2 separate regions of the Mus musculus genome follow, and region 2 is linked to region 1. Evidence: chromatin contacts called from public HiChIP or PLAC-seq data. All regions are on one chromosome and are shown on one strand. The core of a region is the stretch at or near the end of the contact, and the rest is flanking DNA. Distances in the headings are between cores, read along the strand shown. Region 1 has its middle 4.6 kb from the start of Gm34058. Region 2 has its middle 35 kb from the start of Gm34672.

The links. HiChIP or PLAC-seq counts read pairs in DNA pulled down with a chosen protein or histone mark.
Region 2: an H3K27ac HiChIP or PLAC-seq map of SST interneurons shows a contact between it and region 1, with 6 times the contacts expected there. The contact joins two enhancer-like sites. A contact is called at or near these places in 1 of 115 datasets of contacts at active chromatin or transcription factors (SST interneurons) and 1 of 9 other capture datasets (embryonic stem cells).

The regions. Positions count from the first base shown.
Region 1 is chr13:58,690,087-58,695,830 of GRCm38.p6, forward strand. No RefSeq gene overlaps it. Among named protein-coding and RNA genes, the nearest start is that of Gm34058, 4.6 kb to the left of the region's middle. Within about 2 kb of position 2,550, at least 6 of the 459 cell types and tissues checked have an H3K27ac peak or open chromatin away from gene starts, as enhancers often do. A contact at or near this core is called in SST interneurons, where this site is marked.
Region 2 is chr13:59,287,288-59,293,268 of GRCm38.p6, forward strand. No RefSeq gene overlaps it. Among named protein-coding and RNA genes, the nearest start is that of Gm34672, 35 kb to the left of the region's middle. Within about 2 kb of position 2,039, at least 10 of the 459 cell types and tissues checked have an H3K27ac peak or open chromatin away from gene starts, as enhancers often do. A contact at or near this core is called in SST interneurons, where this site is marked.

The sequences.
Region 1 (5,744 bases), core at 1,300-3,799:
CCTGGGTGCATTTGTGAGAGATTTTTCTTGAAAGAATTATTTGAGGTGGGAAGACCCATTTAAATCTTGGCCATACCTTCCACTGGCAGCGTTTCTAGAGGGCACGGAAGAAGAAGCTTGCTTGGTCTCTCTCTCACTGCCAAGTCCATTCCTTCACTGGCTTAGAGCTTACTTCTCCAGGAAGACCAGCTCAAACATCCAGCTTTGTGGACTGAACAACTACTTGATTCTTGGACCTTCTGTTGGTAGTCTTCCATTGCTGAACTAGCAGGACCACAGCCTGTAAGTCACTTTAATAAATCACACACACACACACACACACACACACACACACACACACACGCACGCACGCACGCACGCATGCACACACGCACACACGCACGCACACGCAAACATGTTCTATCAGTCTGCTTCTCTAGAGAATCCTGGCTAAGAAAATGCCTGAATGAGGTTCCCTTGAAAGTAATTGGAACAAAATACTGGAGCACACTGGTCTAAGGCAGTGGTCCACAGTTAGAGAAGTTAGCTTAGAGCTAACTCTCCTTAGAGTTAGCTTAGTTATCTAGTTACATTTCCTTGCTCAACATCTTTTTTTTGTTTGTTTGTTTTCGAGACAGGGTTTCTCTGTGTAGCCCTGGCTGTCCTGGAGCTCACTTTGTAGACCAGGCTGGCCTTGAACTCAGAAATCCGTCTGCCTCTGCCTCTCGACTGCTGGGATTAAAGGCGTGCGCCACCACTTGGGCTTTTACTTCAAGGCCAACAGAGTAAGATTCTTTAGGTCTGGACTTAGCTACTTTTATTTTTATGAAATGCAGACACAGGTTTGGACATAATGTGGCAGTTTCCCCCTGCTCTGGTTGCAGGCCTGCCTCTGATATTTATGCAATACTGTTGCAGGACATGACGATCGTAGCTTGCCACTCTTCAGACAGACACTCTCCACTGGCTGATGATGGATTAGTGAGATGAGCTGTCTTTTCTTGAGACTTCTGCACCTGCTCTGTTACTCCACAGATATTTATTTTTAATTGTGGTTTTATAATTTTGCCAATTTATGGCCACCAGAATGAAGCATTTGAAGCTATTAAGTAGCTAATAGCTCTGACAGTTTCGTAGCTTTGTCATGGGGGTGATGAATGTAGAGGACACCTGACTCCTCAACCAGTGTCAACTTCTCACATTTAAAATGGTGGATTAGACAATTTAGTGTCTTTGACAGTGTAATAGATTCTGTTTAATAGGTAACGTCTAAACTTGGACCTAATTCACCTCATTTAGTTAATGTAATTTTCCCCAGAAGGGGTGTTAGGAGTAAATCTCTCTGACATGTGCGGATCTGTGTGAGCCGATAACCCTCTGGAAACTGCAGAAGAATCGCTCACATTCCCTCCGTGCACAGACAGAGTAGTAAACACGATGTGAAGTCAGGGTATTTCAACTGTTTAGCTTTCTTTGCCTTAAAACAGTGCTCTCAGCACACACAGAGAGACACAAACTGGACCCACAGTGTAATAGGAAGCATTATTATCCTGCAATGGCTGGATGTTTACGTGGCTTTATAAATATGCTTTGATTTCTCCCTTCCACTATTGTGACATGGGTCAGATTTTTTTCCTTGCCCTTTCTTTTCAAACTACATCTAGGAAAGACAGAAAAGTTGGACAAAGAAGAGGGTGGCTGGCTTCTCATGAGCTCAGCATACTCCTCTGTGGGACTGCAGCAGCAGCCAAGTACAGCCACCCTGGCATTTGATACCAGCTCTACACGTCCCAGTTATTTGCTCCGCTCATTTACTTTCCCAATGTACATTTACCCGAGTCCCACGTTTCAGGAATTGCGAGGTAGATTCATAATGTTTATTGAACCCATGGGTTCCACAATGGCTTGCAATGGTTATAAATCCAGTGGACACAACCTTTATTCCTCACATGGGAGTGAAGTATTCCGTTGTATTCCTGGGGAGATGTGAACAACACTAGCCACAGAAAACGCACTGGTGGCAGATCAAAGAAATCATTCCACCCTAGCTGAGATGATTGAGCTAATGAGTTTATAATTGGCTGATTTAAGGCTTATGAGTGAGGGGTTACTAACAAGTATGGGTGACTTGGGAGGAGGTGGACCCACCAAAAAGCATCATTTCACCTTGGGCGACAGCCTCATGAAAAGTATATGGTTGAAGTCTGTCCTCAATGAGTTTTCTGAGTCACACACTCTACTCGCCCTGCAAGACTGTGTGTAGCTGAGAAGCAAGTGGAAGGTTGGGATGTCTGGTTAGGCTCCCATGGCTCTCCCCTCTCTTTCTCTGACGGAAAGTAGGAATAGTCCTGTTACCATGACCATAAACCATGAACATTCCCTGAATTGTTCTGCTTATTTCATTGCCATGACTACGGAGTCAAGGTTATTCTGCAGGTCACAATTGCAGCCTCTGTTTCATGATGGCAATGGCCATGTCAGGCCCAGAGGAAATCACTCACTGCAAGCAGAAATGGGGAATGAATGAGCCAGCAGGTGCTCAATAATGACAGCTATTTCTGAATTCTTTAGCAGGAACCACTTAGCGCCATATGGATAAATGGTTCTCCCAATATAGCAGTTGATGGTCCTTTCTACTCCTGGGTTGCAAGAGAGAGAATGATGGTAGTTTAGGGAATATAAAGTTGAAGTTATCTTCTGGGCCTTCAAAACTAAAGCTGCTTTATCTGTCACATTCTGTAAGCTTCCCAGGGCGCCGTGAATGCTGCACATAAAGAGGCATTTAAATCTCTGCTGATGAACCAGTTTATTCTTTCAGCATTAGGGACCCAAAAATGAAGCACAATGTGTCTAGACAAATTCCCGCTAAATGAACTAAATGTGATACAGGGTCCTGGCTCACATTTGTACTGAGAGAGACAAAGTTAACAGAGGATGAGAATGCAAAAGACATTGAGTGAGTGACAGGAGGCAAGACTGGATCGGCAGGGTGGAGCCTTGGTCTGCAGTGACATGGGAAGGATCACTGAAGAGCATTCAGTGTGTGAACATCCTAACTAGAAATCTCTCTATGGTCCACAGCTTCTCAGCACATAGTAAGGCTTCTACCAATGATGGCCACATATACTCCATTGGTCCTATAAGATTCTAATGCTGACCATTAAGATGGCTCGCAGGTAAAGGCACTTGAATGCAAGTCTGATGACTGGAATTCAATCCCTGAGGCCTACATGGTGGAAGGAGAGATGAGACTGCTGCAGGTCATCCTCTGACTTCCATGAGGACCCTAGCGGGCAACCTCAACAAACCTCCCAACAAATAAATGTAATTTAAAGACAGATTTTAATGGAGCTGAGAAATTTTCAGCTGGTTACATCACAGCTTCTTAGTACACCACTGCCTTTGCCTGTCGTGATGCTTATGGGAGCCAACCTATTGTGCTTCCTGTTGTATGGATGTGTAGATCTTAGAGCTGTGTGCAGTACCCAAATACTCACCAATGCAGTACACAACTATACCACACTTCATTGCTGGTGAGAGTGCCCTCCTCCTTACACCAAAAGGGCGCTGTGCTGCCTAGCAGTAGCTGGAAACATCTTGCATGCATGTATGACTGCATCAGGAGTCTGCACGGAGAGACTGACCCACCTCAGCTAGTGAATGCATACCCATTAGATGATGCTGTGTAATACTGCACTTCTCAGGACACATCCCATCCCATTGTACTGGAGCTTAGCAGAGGGCTTCAGTGGGCTGGGTAAGGTTAATCAACAGTGGGGTTGAGAAATCAAGGAGAAAATCTCAACGAATAGGGAAACAATGGGTTCACAGAAAAGCAGAGGTGGGCAATGTTGGAGATCTAAGGAAGGGAAAAATTAGGAGTTGGCAAGTGATTGTTTATGGGGCTCAGGGTGAGGTTAACTCCTGGCTTTCATGTCTCTCTCGTTAGCTGTCACGTAGATAACACACCTGTTCTACCAACTGGGAGATTCAACAAGGTATGGGAGATTCTGAGAGAAAGATGATGAACAGGGCTCAATATATCTTTGGGTCCTTGAGCATCCTGTGGATATGCATGGGAGATGAAGACACTGAGTCAGGTGTTAAAAAAGAAGGGACACAGCTTAGATAAAGAACTCCAGTGAACAGTGTGCATAAGGGATGGACAAAGTAGGCAGAGGCAGAAATGGATCATGAAGGCTGCTTTTCCTCTGGAGAAGTTTTGGTGATTGTTACTCAGAAACCCAGGGGGTCACCTTTAACATCACTATCCCATCTAACATACCATCAAAACCAAATCTTGTCAAACATGCCTCCTAAGTTATTTTCTAGCTATTCTTCTCTTCCATCCCTCTGACAACATTAGTTCATGATATATAATTTAGTAGATTGGGGGCAGGGACAAAGATTTGCACATTTCTAATGTGTAGAAAATTCCCCAACAATTTCTAATTAGGAGAGGCTAGGAGTGGTCCCAAACCCCAGTGGTCAACATGATAAAGCTATTGGATTCGGTCATTAGCAAGTGTTAACCACATTCCCTCTAACTGGTTTAGTGGTTTCTGTTATCGATGTTGAATTATTTGCTCAGCTGGCCTTTTAGGCTTGCCAGCTGGACAGACAGATCTATTTAGTCCATCCCTGGGGTAGTGAAATTGTCTCCAATTCCGATTCAGGGTGGGGGGTGATTTACAAAAGTAAGACACTTTTCTTTTAACGGGCTGCACATTAAAAGAAGGCATCTGGTGGCTATTTTTAAAACACCAACATCTTCAGAGTCGTATTCTGAGAAGTCACATGCATTATACATGTTTATGCTAAGTGAAACTGAGATCTCAGTGCACAGCATTGAGCTGGCTACTTGAAATCCCACAGGGAATGATTTGGGTAGGAAAACAGCCGTTTGCATGAACTCGACTGGATTCCCATCTGCTGGAGTAGACTGGTTTAAATGCTGACCCTGAAGAGAACCAGAGCTTTGAAGTCAAGCAACTCAGGGCATTTACATGGGTCAAAGACATCGTCTTTTCCTAGGTCAGTGGTTGTTAGTCTTGACTTCGAATTAGACTCACTTGGACAGCTTTCAGAACACACTGATACCTGAGTCTCATCCGAGACCCACTGAGTCAAAATCTCAGGAATGCAGCCCAATCCTCCTCATGCTCAAAGAATTCCCAACTGATTCTAGAGTTCAGCTGAGGTCGAGAAATATGTGCTCTTACTATTTAACACACTTAGAATTTCTAGACCAGTAAAACTCACCTTGTCTCCTGCTGGCGCTGATTTCGAGTAAGCCAACTTACAGCAGAAACTACAACAAAGCTACAACAAATGTAATTAATAGTGTAATATCGACATCCCCACCTTCCAATAAAATTAATTTCAAAACAGTAATATTCAGAAAGATTCCCACAAGGGGAGGTCTCCACAAACACTCGGCATTCTCTTCATCTGTGTAATTGTCATACACAGGGCTGAGACCCTCTGCATTCACAGTATATCTGTAGGGACCGCACAGCAATCTCTTCACCAACCCAGCAAGCCAAAAGTCTCTTTAGAGCCACTGTGCCCTGATTTTCTAGCCTAGGGCCCACAGGGGGAGAGCCTGTTACATACTTGTTGAAAGAAGTCAAGACCCTGGAATAGTTTTGAACATTTAGAGCTCTGTTAAATTGCATCAAGTCTGATTGGAAGATTTCTTGGTGTCATAAGCTAGGACTGGAAAAGTAGCAAAGGATTCTAGGCTAATTATAGTAATAATCTTC
Region 2 (5,981 bases), core at 789-3,288, 600 kb after region 1:
AGAGAATAACACACTTCCTCTGTACCTTCTCTCAGATTTATCTTATCTATCTCCTAGCCTATAGAAATATATGCATTCATATACATATGGATATATATCCAATGCTTTTTATTTTCTTTCCTTAAAGTTATACAAAAACACCGTTTCAATGTATTTTTAAAATTCAATAAAAGCCAAATTTCAAACTTTAGATGAACCTGGATCTAGGCCTCAGATCAGTGCTGGCATACACTGTTGCTGAACTTCAGGGGAAAGACAAAGACAGTTTATATCCAACCCACAACAAACCACACGTGTTTCCCTGGTGCCAATCCACAAGACACAACCCACCCCGATGCAACCAGAGAAGCCCTACTTATTAATGAATGCTTTTATCGATGTTTCCTCGTGCGGCAACTCAATCAAAAAGGCAGCATAAAAATAAATTAGCTGAGGATGTGAGGTCTTATTTTACAAATGATAGCACTCAAAAGGTTTAATGTCTGCCACGCAGACTAAGACCGCTGGGGTCTCCCTGCCCTGAGGGAGCAATTTCTGTCCATACAGGAGCTTGCTGATATAGTGAGGTATTTACTAGACCCTTCACGTTCCAACTCAGGATGTAAGACACATATCCACAAACCACACAGCAACGGAATCTACCCCATGGCATGCAGCAAACGCACTTATTTTAAGTAGTTACCATGGGGATCCATCAAGAGCATAACACCTGGTGCATCTACAGAATGCTGTGACCCAACACTATGAGCAGCTACACGAGCCATGTTGCCACACACACACTTTGACAGCTGTATACTGAACACTGCTGTGTCTTTGGCATCTGCCGGGGCCACGAACATCTTTTTGCCCACAGACAAGGGAAACCAGGAGTGTTAATCATGCAGGAGTATCTCCTTAAATGAGGAAGAACCTGTTTTCCACCCAGAACGCTAGGAGTGGATATTGTTAATGACCTGGAGACCTTTTGCTATTTGTAGAGGCAGACTTCACCCAAGCACTCCAGACTTTTCCATCCCAGACGTTCCCTCCCATGGCCTTTAGCTCTCAGGCAATAGAGCATATCTTTAGCAGGGGATGTCACATATAATCCACAGCCTGCTGACCTCTGTGCTGTCCCTGTCAGAGACCCCGCTAGAGTCTAAGCCTTTGAGCTCTAGAATACATCTTCATGTTCACATGTACTTTGTAAAGGGGTTTCTATGTAGCCATGCCTTAAGCTTTATTGTGCACCTGGAATTGGAATGAGTGTTGCCTGGAAACTTTTCCCCCAATTCTATTGTTTAAATATGCCGCCAATAAACTGCCAGGCATCGGACTCTTTAGATGTTTGATTCAGTTTGATGAAGTCAAGTCGAACCGAGTTTTCTTTTCTTTTCTTTTTTTTTTTTATTCCCTCAGTGACTTCTGCAGGGACCCTCTCAGGCATCTCTTTCCAAATGTACCTATTAGATCATACACACTGAGCCCTCAGAGGGTATCTAGGTGCAGATGCCAAAGGACCCTGTGAGACACACTCGATGGTTCTGAATGTTCAATGTCCCTCCCATAACTGGGCACACCTACCTCGGTACTTCCTCACCTAGAACTAAGGATCCAAACTGAGATGTACTAGATTTAAAAAAAAGAAAGCCTGACATTTGCTCTCTCTCTCTCTCTCTCTCTCTCTCTCTCTCTCAACCTCTTTCTGCCACTTCCTCCCACTAGGCAAATTGTTGTTCCTTCCTCTGGGGGTCCACAGAGGTTCCTGCCTCCTCTTCCGAAGATGTACTGAATTGCTAACTCCTTGTATTCATTTCATAAGTTTGCTATGCACCAGTGCTCAGCCCTTTAACACAAGGGCAGTAGGTTTAATAGCGTGAATAGACTCAGAAGACCACAAAAGACCACAGAAGACTAAACTGGGCAAAAGAACAGAGTCCCAAAGGAAGACTACACGCACACGCACATCTTTGATGCCACGGATGTGGGGTGAGTGGTTAACCAGTCTGGAAGATGTGGGCTCAGTGTCTCCCCAGAACAGGCTGCCAACCTAGAACACCAGTGCCCTCCCATGGACAAGCTGCAAAGACCGGTAAAGCACAGCCCTCAGCCCTGAGGCTCATCACCCCACCCTGAAGTGAGGATGTCACGGTGTCTTCCCCACCTGCAGAAAGATCTGCTCCTGCTTCGCTCTTCACTCCTGACACCGCGGAGGACCGCTTCTTCCAGCTGCTTCCAGCCCGGTCAAGCATAAATCTCAGTACAACTCGAGTCATGAACGGAAGTATCATTTACCGATTAGTAAGACTCATTTCCTGGGGCTGAGGAGACGGCTCTCGGTGGGAAAGTGTTTGCTTAACAAAAGCATGAGGACCAGAGTTCAAATCTCCCCACACCCTTAAAGCCAAGTGTTAACAGCACTTGCCTGTCACCTCAAGGTGCCAGACTAAACTCAATGTCAAGATTTGGGTTCAGTGCGGAAACCCTGTCTCAAAAACTAAGGTGGAGAGCTATAGAGTACGCTGCATGAGACCAGCCTCACAATACTGGGCATGGTTCAGAGCAGTGTGTTGGGGAGAGGGGTGTAAGCCTGAAAGACAAACTTAAGTTACTAGACTCATGCACATTATGTTAACTAATGCTCTGGATAACTCTGAATACATGGGTGACAGTGTGTTCTGATATGTTACATTCAAAAGATCGGCTCCTTCACTCTGCTTGTAGCGCAATGGCTACAGCAGAGGGAAGCCTTCATTAAGGGGCTCCCTGTCTCCTAGTGCCTGTCACACAGGGGCACGAATTTGAGAGACTGGGAGCCAGGCTGCCTTTCCAGACCTTGAGATCAATCTGATTGTTAAGCCACTTTCTTTGCGTTCTGACAATCTAAGGTAAGTCTTGATCCTTAATGAACAAAAGAGGAAGCATTCAAGAACCCTCGTGTTTCTCTTTACCTGTGAAAGGCTCGTCTTCATGGTGTAAGTACAAACAGCGTCACTCCTTGCATCCAAGCTTAGCTTAGTTCCCAGCCCTGGTACAGCACAGAAACCCATCCCAGCAATACAGCAGCTAACATCTTTCCTATGATCTTTTAAAGCAGGACCAAGGGAAGCCAGTGCAGCCCAGAAATGAAGTAGGTGAAGTTGTGGTGGTCAAAGCCGGCCATGCTAGTCACACGTCATTGTTAACACTGTCTTTGGTGTCTTCACTCTTACAGGGCCTGGTAGAAGAAGCCCCTAGTGGAGGCCAGAATGTTTAACTTCAGGATTAGAGAGGCCCTGGGAGAAAGCCCCTCCACACAGCTTGGAGGGTGAGCTTTATGTCCTATGAAGACTAACACCAAGAGAATTCTGTGAACTGCCGATTCTCATCCATGTGCTCTCTGTTCCACACAGAGCACACACTTGGAATGGTCCCCATAGGGAAAACAGACCAGTTAGGAGCTGAAAAGTAGCCAGGTTCCTGTTGAAGATCTGTAATCCCAGTTGTTTAGAAGGCTGAGGCAGAAGGATCCTAAGTTCAAGGCTGGCCTAGGCAGATCAGTAAAACCCACTCTCAAAGAAAGAAGTAAAGGCGGGGCCGGGCCAGGCATTGTCACAGCCAACTGTTTTTGATGCTTGATAGCAAGAGAGAAAGAAAGAAAGAAAGAAAGAAAGAAAGAAAGAAAGAAAGAAAGAAAGAAAGAAAGAGAGAAAGAAAGAGAGAAAGAGAGATAGAGAAGTAGGAAGGAAGGAAAGAAAGAAAGAGAGAGAGAGAGAAAGAAAAAGGAAGAGAGAGAAAGGAAGAGAGAAAGAGAGAGTAAGGAAGAGAGAGAGAAAGGAAGAGAGAGAAAGGAAGAGAGAAAGGAAGAAAGATGGGAGGGAGGGAGAGAGGGAGGGGGAGGGGGACTGGGAGAGAGAGAAAGAGAGAGGTGGATACAGAAATGAAGAGAGAAAAGGAAAAAGAAGGAGGTGAGGAAGGATCGCCAGGTATGGCGGGAAATCTACCTTACAAACCAGTTGCGTGCTGAAAGCTCAGAGGTGTGCATCTTTTCCTTGAAGGTCTTATTCTGCATGGCAATATTTCCCATCAGAAAAATACTGGAGGACCCCAGTAAACATTGTTATGAAGATAAACAACCAGCAACTAAAGGGTTGTGTTCCCCCAACACCAGGCCACCCTGACACCAGCGCTCTTCCTCGCCCACACAATGCCCTCCTAGGACGCCACCTACCCTGCCAGCTGGCCAAGGCTTGTGGATTTCATTATCCCCTGAGTATGATTCCCTCTCATGTGCACCTTGTTGTTGGTCGTTTTCATCTGTAGACAGTATCGAACTCCCTTCCTGTTGCCAACCCTGCCACCACTGATCTATGGCATCCTAAATACATGCCAGTCTCCACAGTCTGGGGCCAGTGAGGAGACAGAGTGCTGCTACTCGCAGGATCTTGGCTTACATGTCCCAGTTAAAAGCCAAGAAAAACCAGAAAAAAAAAAAAAGTCAGTCTCAACTAACACAAAATCGCCCCTCAAATGAGGCGCAATTGTCACCTGCATCTCATAAGGGAGGTGTGTGCTAGGTGATTCTCACAAGAAAAGAAAAGAAAAAAAGAACAGATTCTCCATGCCCCTGTCCTTGTAAAGAGCCTCTAAAGGCCCCCCATGGAGACCCAACCCCCCCCACCAACTCATCCTCTGCCTCACTACTAACTGCAGTTCCAGTCTGCTGCTCTTTGAGAGAGAACACACAGGAGTTCCAATCCCAGCAACCACATGGTGGCTCCTTGGTATTGGTGTTGGTATTTTCATTGAGTAATAATGGGTATTGTGAATGCACAGGAAGGAAGGGGGCAGAATAGACAGACATTTCTCTTCCCCCCAAGGTGGTGCTACGGGCAGCCATTTGCTGCTGCTCCAGAGCTGCCCACTGCGATGGAAACAATGCTTAGTTCTATGTTTTGGGGGTTTGCTTTTTAAAAAATATATAAATCCAACTCTAGATCTACAGACCCCTCAGCCAGGCATGGGGTGGCACATGCCTTTAATCCCACAATTTGAGAGGCAGAGGCTGGTGGATCTCTGTGAGTTTGAGGCCAGCCTGGTCTACAGAGTGAGTTCCAAGCTAACCAGAGAGAGAAACCCTGTCTGAAAGGAAGGAAGGAAGGAAGGAAGGAAGGAAGGGAGGGAGGGAGGGAGGGAGGGAGGGAGGGAGGGAGGGAGGGAGGGAGGGAGGGAGAGAGGGGGAGAGGGAGAGGGAGGGGGAGAGGGAGAGGGAGGGGGAGGGGGAGAGGGAGAGGGAGGGAGGGAGGGAGAGAGAGAGAGAGAGAGAGAGAGAGAGAGAGAGAGAGAGAGAGAGAGAGAAAGAATATCTTTCTGATTTGAAGTCGGGAAAACACTTAGATGCACAGTCGTTTCAGCTTGTGTGTATCTTGTATGTAGGCTAGGTTATGTACCTAGCTAAGGTGCATACCATCTAAAACCTTTGCTTTAATAACCAGACCCCTCTGCTGACCAGCCACACCAGATCGCTCTTCTTTACCCACTGTCTACCTCATTCTCTTTTGTCTTCAGGATTAATCAGTGAAAGAGAACATTGCCAGAGGCCTGAGGAGGAAGGGTGGGAGAAGGGAGTGTGTCTTGGCTCTCTCTGTTCGGCAGGACCAAGGTTAACCTAGACTTGGATTTGGTATTGGGTCCATTTTTTTTGTTTTGTTTTGTTACTTTTTTTTAGTAAGAAAGTATACATTCCAACAGGAATCTGCTACCTCAGCAAAAAGCTGCTTATCTCCCGCAGCTGCCACAGCTGCCTGCCAAGCTTCAGGGGCTCGGGGTCAGTGATTACCATCTCGGTTCTGACACATTGACATCAGCAACAAGCTAACCTTGAAGCCAGAGCTGAGTCACTCCTAACAGATGTTAATTGGATCGCTCTGTCTGACCCCTCCTGGGGTCTGGCTTTTGTCTTCATCACTGTATTAAGCCAGTGAGAGCCTTCCTGAAGCTCTGAAATGCTCTGCTAAGACTGA